Linked DNA regions of Pan troglodytes: region 1 is linked to region 2. Evidence: chromatin contacts called from public HiChIP or PLAC-seq data. All regions are on one chromosome and are shown on one strand. Each heading gives the region's core, a stretch centred on a gene start, on an enhancer-like site or on the middle of the called end of the contact. The rest is flanking DNA. Distances are from core to core; before and after follow the strand shown.

Region 1 (4,313 bases), core at 963-3,462, 360 kb before region 2:
CATACATCCCAAGGTAAAAGAGTAGATACACTATAGTCTCCCAGGGAGCACACATAGCCATGGTTCTCAGTCTAATCCTGGGACACCAAATTATTAGTGGGTAAAGGAAAAGAATCTCAAGACCGAATGGTCAAGAAACTGGGAGGCAAACTAGGAGAGAGTGGCATCTCAGAAGCCAAGCGTGTCAAGGAAGGAATAGCTAATAGGATGTGTGTAAGGTAAGTACACGAAAGAGCTTTGGAATCCATCTTAGGAAATATACAGTATTAGCTGTTTTAAGGAGACATGCTTTAAATATCAAAGCAAGTCATCCTGATTTAAAAAACTCCCATTTGTATAGAGGAACACCAGGATTTGAGCACCACCAAATGGAACTCATTCCCTGACATCCCCAAGCCATCAGAATAACAGTAGAAGCGTTACCAAACACCGCATATTCTCACTCATAGGTGGGAATTGAACAATGAGATCACATGGACACAGGAAGGGGAATATCACACTCTGGGGACTGTGGTGGGGAGGGGGGAGGGGGGAGGGATAGCATTGGGAGATATACCTAATGCTAGATGACGAGTTAGTGGTGCAGCGCACCAGCATGGCACATGTATACATATGTAACTAACCTGCACAATGTGCACATGTACCCTAAAACTTAAAGTATAATTAAAAAAAAAAAAGCGTCAAGACAGTTACTATATGATTTTCCCTGCAAGACATTCAGTAATCTATGATTCCCCCGGCTTAAATTTTATCTCATGCCTTCTTCCCTGACCAGTTCAACACAAGCAGCCCTGAGATGTAATATCTTCTCACCCTGACCCTCAAAGTGTGTCTCATGCTTTCTAACAGAGGCCATCCTCTTGGAGGAAGACTTGTACTTTTGGCCTGTAGCCCCACCCTCCCTCCTATAGCGTTCTTACAGTCAGTTCTGCAGTGAGTGGGACACTTTCCAAATATAATAGCAAATGGAAACTTCTAATTACATCTGCACATAAAACTAATGTTCCAAATGGTGGTTGCGGTTCTGGTGAGTGCTTATAATTTTTTGTTACCTCAGCATCCATTTTCGAATATGTTTAACTTTTAATAACAGAAGCAAGTCTCAGTCACCATTGACAGTTTCCAGTACTACACCCCACGCAAATGGCTCTAGCTGGTGGCCAGAGATAAACATGCAGTGATGTGATAACAGGGCACTACTGCAGCTTCAAACTCTGGTTCAAGTTCCTCCCACCTCTGCCTTTTCACCTGCTTGCTTTAAATCCACCAGTTAGAGCTCTCCAGAGGAAACTTAACTGGATAAAGTTGCTGGCCCAAAGGTCCGTCCCTCCCTTCCTTCTCCCTGTGCTCCCTGATCTCCGTGTGTGTGTGTGTGTGTGTGTGTGTGTGTGTGTGTGTGTCCTCTAGGCAAGCTGTGTACCACCCAGGGTCCGTAAGTACTAAAAACTCTTAAACTTTCACACCGCTGTGTTATTGAAACCATGCCTACAATCCAGTCCCTGAGGGCGAGGCCACCCTGAAGGGACAGACTCATGCAGGCGGATCCCCTGCTCTTGCTCTTCTGTCCCTGCCTCTGGTGGCTGCTGGGGAACAGTAGCTACCAGCTAAGTTGATAGAGACACTCGAAGAGGTTCATTCAAAACACTGGTCCCCGAGCAGCCCAGTAAGCTTTTAAACGCATAACATTTTGTTTGGGTCTCAAACAAGTCACAAGGCACGGATACGGATGCGGCTGTGGCTGATGGCTATTTGGATGCTGCCCAAGCCTCGCAGTAGGAAGCAGCTTCAGACTACAGCAGGGCCGCATAGGCCGATAGCCAGGCCCTGGGGCACCCAGGGCACCAGCAAGACGCACAGAAACGTTTTGGAAAACATTTTAATATACTTAAAAAAACGTAAAAGGGAAAATCAGAAGTCTTTGGAAGTTTCCTACTGTTTTTATGTCCCATAGCAAATCCGAGGAGGACGCCCCAAACTTTCAGTTCCCTGGGGTTTTGAAGGTGCTCATTGGGTCCTGGCCACCCGGCCTTCTCAGAACCTGGGCCAGGAGGCTGAGCTCCGCGCGGGGGTGGAGGGAGAGGAGGAGGGTCCTGCCGAGGCGCGGCTGCGCGGTGCGGGAGCCCGGAGCCTGGGACGGCAAGGGCATCCTGAGGGGCGGGGCCGGGGGCGGAGCCTTGCGGGCTGGAGCGAAAGACTGCGGGGGCTGAGCGCAGAAGCGGCTCGAGGCTGGAAGAGGATCCAGGGCGCCGCCAGGTAAGAAGGCCCGAAGGCCTGCTGGGGTTTGGGTGAGCCGAGCCGAGGTGGCGGCGGCAGTCTGGGCCCGGGCGGAGGGTCTGTGGGGGCTACCCCCGTCCTCGCTTTCCACTCGACCCCTGCCGGGCGAGCCTCCCGAGGCCTGGCCCTTCCAACCCGTCACCGCTGCCCGGTGTCCTAGCCGAACGCTGGCTTCATTTTATCTACGAGGAAGGAGAAACGGGGAGCGCGCCCTCTCCCAGAAGCAGCCCCGTTACCCCCGTCGCGCCCCCCATTCCCTCGGGGGCAGCCTCGCACCCGGGCCCCTGCCATCGCTTTCCTCTCAAGGGAAGCTCTAGCGGTTCAGAGAAAGTGCGCCGGGGGAAAGGCCAGCCCTCCGTGGTCACCGCGGTTCCTCTCTCCCCTCGCGGTCTAAATGTGTAATTTTGAAAAGCAGGTGTCGGGCGAAACAGACTTTTTTTTTTTTTGAGATGGAGTTTCGCTGTTGCCCAGGCTGGAGTGCAGTGGCGCGATCTGGGTTCACCGCAACCTCCGTGTACCGGGTTCAAGCGATTCTCCTGCCACAGCCTCCTGAGTAGCTGGGATTACAGGCATGCGCCACCATGCCCGTCTAAATTTTGTATTTTTAGTAGAAACGGGGTTTTCCCGTGTTGGTCAGGCCGATCTTGAATTCCTGACCTCGTGATCCGCCCGCCTCCGCCTCCCAAAGTGCTGGGATTACAGGTGTGAGCCACCGCGCCCGGCCGAAACGGACGTTTTAAGTACAACGTGATGTTTTGTTTTCTTGGGTCGGCTCGGGCCGCACGCTTCTTAGAGTCTGACTGCTGACTTTTCAAAAAACAACATTAACCCGGGAGGCTGAGGTAGCGGTGAGCCGAGATCGCGCCATTGCCCTACTGCCTGGGCAATTAAGAGCGAGACTCCGCCTCAAAAACGAACAAACCCCACAAAGAACAAACAAACAAAAAAACCAACATTAGGCAGTGTGCCTTTTATGGCCGTTTAGTGATACCCAGGCTCTTCACTGGTCATTTCTGGAAGTATTTAACAGCACTTGATGGGTAAAACAATAGGCTTCACTTCACAGGGTGGTTGAGATGATTGACGGAAAGCGCTCAGCACAAACGCGGCGGCTGCTGATTATTTCAGGTACCCTGCGATCCCTGAGCAGTTGTTCAAGTTCTCCACTCCTGGCGGTTTACTCCCAGTTCCCTGAAGAAGGCACAGAGCCCCGAATGTTGAGGGAGATGGCAACGTTTGCCAAAATGTGGCTATTTACGTGGCAGTTTATGAAGGAGAGGCAGAAAGGGAGGCTGCCTCCCCTACAAGCCAAACAGTCCTAAAACTTGTGGCCTCTGTATTTTCACAGTGGAAACTAGAAACTGTTTGCTGAACTTAGCTCTAAGAAAAACATCCCATTAGCTGAGTGGCTTAGGAGATAAAAGCCTAAATAAAATGGATCTTAGGGTGAGAGAGTGGGGTGCCTAATGGCATTCATCTTTGACAGCTGCTGGTAGAAGCTCTTGAAAAGTAGAGCATGGAAAATTCTGGGCCACCTCTTTAAGAACCTCAGCCAAACCGCCACAGACATTACCAAGCCCAGAAGTGCTTGAGGCTTTCTAAAGGCAAAGACTTCTTTTTACTTATGTCCTATATCTTAGGAAACATATTCACTAAACCTTGGTTTTGCATGTGTACTTAACACGGGAGGGGCCGTGAGTGCAGAGATAGGACTCTTTGGAGAGTTAGGGATTGGCATTCCGGAACAAACTGCAGGAAAGGCCGTTGTAGGGGAAGCTGCAGATTTGTTTGGTCCAAAGAGTTCTGGCCTAATAAGTGGGAGCTGACCAATGAGAACACTTGGACACAGGGAGGGGAACAACACACACTGGCGCCTGTCGGCAGGTGGGGTGGGTGGGGATAGAGCATTAGGAAAAACAGCTAATGCATGCTGGGCTTAATACCTAGGTGATGGGTTGATATGTGCAGCAAACCACCATGGTACACGTTTACCTATGAAACAAATCTGCACATCCTGCACATGTACCCTAGAATTTATA
Region 2 (4,155 bases), core at 1,088-3,587:
GGACTCACCTACCCCGGGGTGAAACTGCCTCCAGTGGAAATCAGAGAACAAATGAGAGCAGGTAGGAGGTAAGAGTTACACACAGGGAACCCAGTGTTTAACCCTTCCACTGAGTCATGGAATTGAATCAGTGGCAAAACCCACAGAAAACCATGGAGCTCAGAGGTGGACTGTGAATCCACAGGTGGGCTGGACCACGGGAAGCTGGTCATAAAGGGGGACAGCAGAAAGTGCATCCAAAAAGCATAGAGGAAGCAACGAGTCGCTCGGATGAGACGGAGAAAGACGGAGAGGACTCTGGGGAGGAACATCAACTTTTAATGATTTTTACCATCACTGTAATCAAAGCATCTTTCCCAGCCCCGTATCCCCATGACCACCACACTGAAAGGAAAAAGAAAGAGGACACCAGGGCTAAACCCAAACAATGTGGATGAGAAGTCCCCTAAGTCAGGCTCTGGCGGTCTGAAAGAGGAGCCAAGGAAAGTCAGGGAGGTTCAGAAGGCTCAAGGTACAAAGGTCAGAAGGGAAATCAGAAATTCAAAACTGATCCGAGGAAATCACCCAACATCAGGCTGAACAGGAACAACACATGAAAGCCAGTTTCACATATTACAGATGGCTGAACAAATGAACATCATCCCAAAGCAAACATCTCATAAGCAGTTCACAAAAACGACCAAGGACTTGATATCCTTTAATCAAAAACAGGATGTATGTTTCTGAGCCAATGAATACCAAGGTATTTACGTGGGTCTTTCTCAGGCCTTATCTTTTAACAATTATGCCAAATACACATCACTAAAAACTGCTACAGGCATAAAAATCGGGGGCTAAAATTCGTCAGAGGTTTTTCTCAAGTCTGAGGCACACATCCAAAGATTCCTGAACTTTGTAACCACTATAATCGCAATAGAAAATTATCTGACAGTAACTCGCAAGCACAAGCACCACCTGTCCGTGACTCTTTAAGTGAATCGAAGGAAAATGGGCTCTGAATTAAGCTGCTGAAGACGAGAAATATTTTTAACTTAAAACTCTCTTATCTAAAACAATGTCAGCCCCTTTACAATTAGGAATTTTAATCTAATTTGGGGGAGGGGGTACTCTGAGAAAGAAGAAGTCATTAGTCCTTGCTAAAAAATGCAAAACTACAGGAACACATTATCTGAAGTGAGAAATATATTCCTTGATAAGGCAGTGTATCAAGAGCTCAGAATTTCGTCAGAAACACAAAAGCCTGCCCTTTCCAAGTGCAGGCAGTAATCATTATTATTTCCAGGACAACTGCTTACTGCACAGCTTAAGTTTTGAAGCACACTTAGCAGAAAAATCCACCCCCACCTAGAATACTTACAACAGATTTCTCAAAATTGTCCAAGGAATTACAGAAATCTATTTCCTGGGGATTGCTGGAAGTCTACAAGCCAAGCATGACTATTTTTAACTAACCTGCAAACAGTGGATTATATACTTAATGAGCGCCTGCATCCCTTTGCAAGGTGCAAGCAATTATTGGAGAGACCTCCTTCCCAAAAGAAAAGGGTTCCGCTATCAACACAGGAGAAACTGTGTTGATATTTGGGAAGCCGACACGCGGATTGCCTAAAACTCTCTAGCCATTTCATGCAGCTAAGACAAAGTGGACACTCAACAGAGAGCCCAAAATACCAGGGACTTTGCCACCCTGAAACGTGTTCTAATGATACATTTCCCGTTTAAGGTGTCCTAAACACACATCTTTCTCTAAATAAAGCGTGCCTGCGGGACCACTAGGAAGGTTCTACAACTTGTCCAAAAAGAAGAGGCGATTGCACCTTTTTTTTTCTTCCCCGCCCAAAGTGCCTTCCCGAAAGACAGATTTCTGACAGTTCGCCTGCTGTTGCAGCAGTAAAGGGCGGAGAGAATCCCAGAGCCGGTGTTGCCAATACCTCTCCACCGCCACCTGGGCAGGTATGGGTCCCGTCCCGCCGCCCCGCTCCTCCAGAAACCTCCGCGGACGCCCCGCCGCCGAGCGCTTACCCGGGTCGGCCTGGCCGTGCTCCAGGAGGGCCGCCAGCAGCAGGAGTCCCAGCAGCAGCGTCGGTGGCCGCGGGGGCGCATCGTGGGACGCGCCGGCCCCGGGGCCCCTCACGCCCGTGCAGCGCGCGGCTCCCCAGCCAGCCCGACCAAGCCCACGCGCCACGGGCCGGCCCCCGCGCCCCCGCGTCGCGGGCCCAGCTTCCCTTGAGCCCTGAGGCTTGGCCTCCTGCGGAGCCATGGGGACGCTTCACACATCCAGGCCGCTGCCTCGCTCTGCACCGCGCCAGGGAGCCCAGCCCTCGGCGCCCCGGTCCTCACCGGGCATCGCCGGCCACGGCCCGGGCGCCAGAGGGAGGGGGCGCCGAGCGGCGCGACTGGCTCGCTCGTCCTGCCGCGCCCGGGGCGGGCTCCAGGGAGCCGCGGCTTCACCCGCGCAGGGGCCGGGCCCGCATGGAGCCGCGGCGGGCGCGGGCCGGGGTTCCCACGGTGCCTGTCGCCGCGCGCCGGCGCGATTGGGGTGGCGAGGGTGGGACGGGCGCCGCCCGGGGCCCGCTCCCCCGGGCCGGCTCCTGCAGAACTAGGGGGCGAGGCTGCCGGGAACGGGGGTGGCGGCCGCGGGGCGCGCTCGGGTCCCTCCCTCCCGCCGCCGCTGCAGCCTCGGCGCCCCGCTGTCCTGGCTCCTCGCTCCTCGCTGGGCTTCGGGTTCCAGCCCCGGCTCCGGCTCGGGTTCCCGGGCCGCGAGTGCTACCGCAGCTCAGAGCGGCGCCTCATTGACAAAGAAAGCACGTAGCCTCCGGATCGGGCGAGGAGGCGAGGCCGGCGCGCGCGCGCAGCCCCGCGCGGAGCCACCGCGCGCTCCCCGCTCCCGCGCGCCCGGCCGGGCTCGAGACCCAGGAGGGGGACCCCTCCCGGCGGCTCCCGCGCAGCTGAGGTCCTTAAAGGGAGGGCTTCCCTCCCCTCCTGTCCCCCCTCTAGAGAAGGGAAGGTTGGCGGGAGAGAGGTCGTCTGGCCGGGGAGGGGGGTCATGGTCAACGTGCCCAAGCGGCAGGAAAGCTCTTCCGCCTGGATTTTGGGAAAGCTCTTTGTAGAAGGGCGGGCGCGCTTTGTGCTGTTTGTTCACTACTTCTCCGAGGGGCCAACGGACACCTGCATGCCAGTTTACCCCTGAGGAGCTCAAGCGGCTGTGGGCTAGTTGCAATAACACGCTGGATTAAAACACATTATAAATATTTGTTGCAGCCACACTACGTGCAAAGCATTACACTGCGCACTGGGAAGACTGGGGGAAGTTTTTCCAAAAAAGTCTGTTCCCCCAAACAGGAGAGTCAGGCAGCTCCTGCTCAGAGGGACAAAAGGCCCAGGCGTCACCTGAGTTGGTCCCCTGCTCTTCGCCCTTGATAGCCTTGATGGCCTTAGCAAGTGACCTGGCTCATAGGCGCCTCATCCATCCCCAGTCACTGAGTATCTATTACGGGCCCGCTGTTTGCCAGCATCTGTGTTAGGCACTGAGGATACAAGCAGCGGGGAAACACACACGTCCTTGACCCGGTAAAGCTCAGACGCTATTCACTCAACAATCCTTATTGACTGCCTGCGATGTGCCAATGACAACAGCCATAAACAAAATCCCTGCCCTAGTGGGGGTTCACCCGCAATAAACAAATAAGTAATAGAATATTAGACTGGTAAATGCCGTAAAGAAAAATCAGTGTAAAAGAATGAAACGTGGGGAGGGGGTGTTGCAAATGTTAAACATTGTGAAGAAAGGCCTCGCTGAGAAGGTGACGTTTGAGCCAAGATCTGAAGGAGGTGAGAACAAGCCATGCGCGAAGAGCATTCCAGATACAGGGAACCAAAAAGGCTAACATCCCGGGGCAGAGCGTGCCTGGTGTGTTAGGGCACAGCAACTTAACCAGGGGATCTGGAAAAGTGTTAGGTTCTAGTTATTGAGCATCTGCAGGATAGAAATAACACCACATTTCATCTAAGACACATACTTTTCACATGTTAACTTTTCAGAAGTCAGGTGTGTTCTTATAATATGTCTAAGATTTGTTGAAATATAGTAATGCCTTGTTGGGGGTTATGATTTAATTTTGTTCTTTAATTAAACTAGTTGGGCTGTTTTGGGTT

The links. HiChIP or PLAC-seq counts read pairs in DNA pulled down with a chosen protein or histone mark.
Region 1: an H3K4me3 HiChIP or PLAC-seq map of stem cell-derived excitatory neurons shows a contact between it and region 2, with 4 times the contacts expected there. The contact joins the promoter of CD59 here to the promoter of KIAA1549L in region 2. A contact is called at or near these places in 2 of 7 Hi-C or Micro-C datasets (blood and stem cell-derived neural progenitor cells) and 1 of 1 datasets of contacts at active chromatin or transcription factors (stem cell-derived excitatory neurons).

The regions. Positions count from the first base shown.
Region 1 is chr9:37,742,353-37,746,665 of NHGRI_mPanTro3-v2.0_pri, reverse strand. It overlaps CD59 (CD59 molecule), which reads left to right and starts at 2,212. Exons shown (of 4, transcript NM_001280485.1): 1 at 2,212-2,253.
Region 2 is chr9:37,381,449-37,385,603 of NHGRI_mPanTro3-v2.0_pri, reverse strand. KIAA1549L (KIAA1549 like) reads right to left here and starts at 2,337. Exons shown (of 21, transcript XM_054661274.2): 1 at 2,023-2,337. The coding sequence starts at 2,260.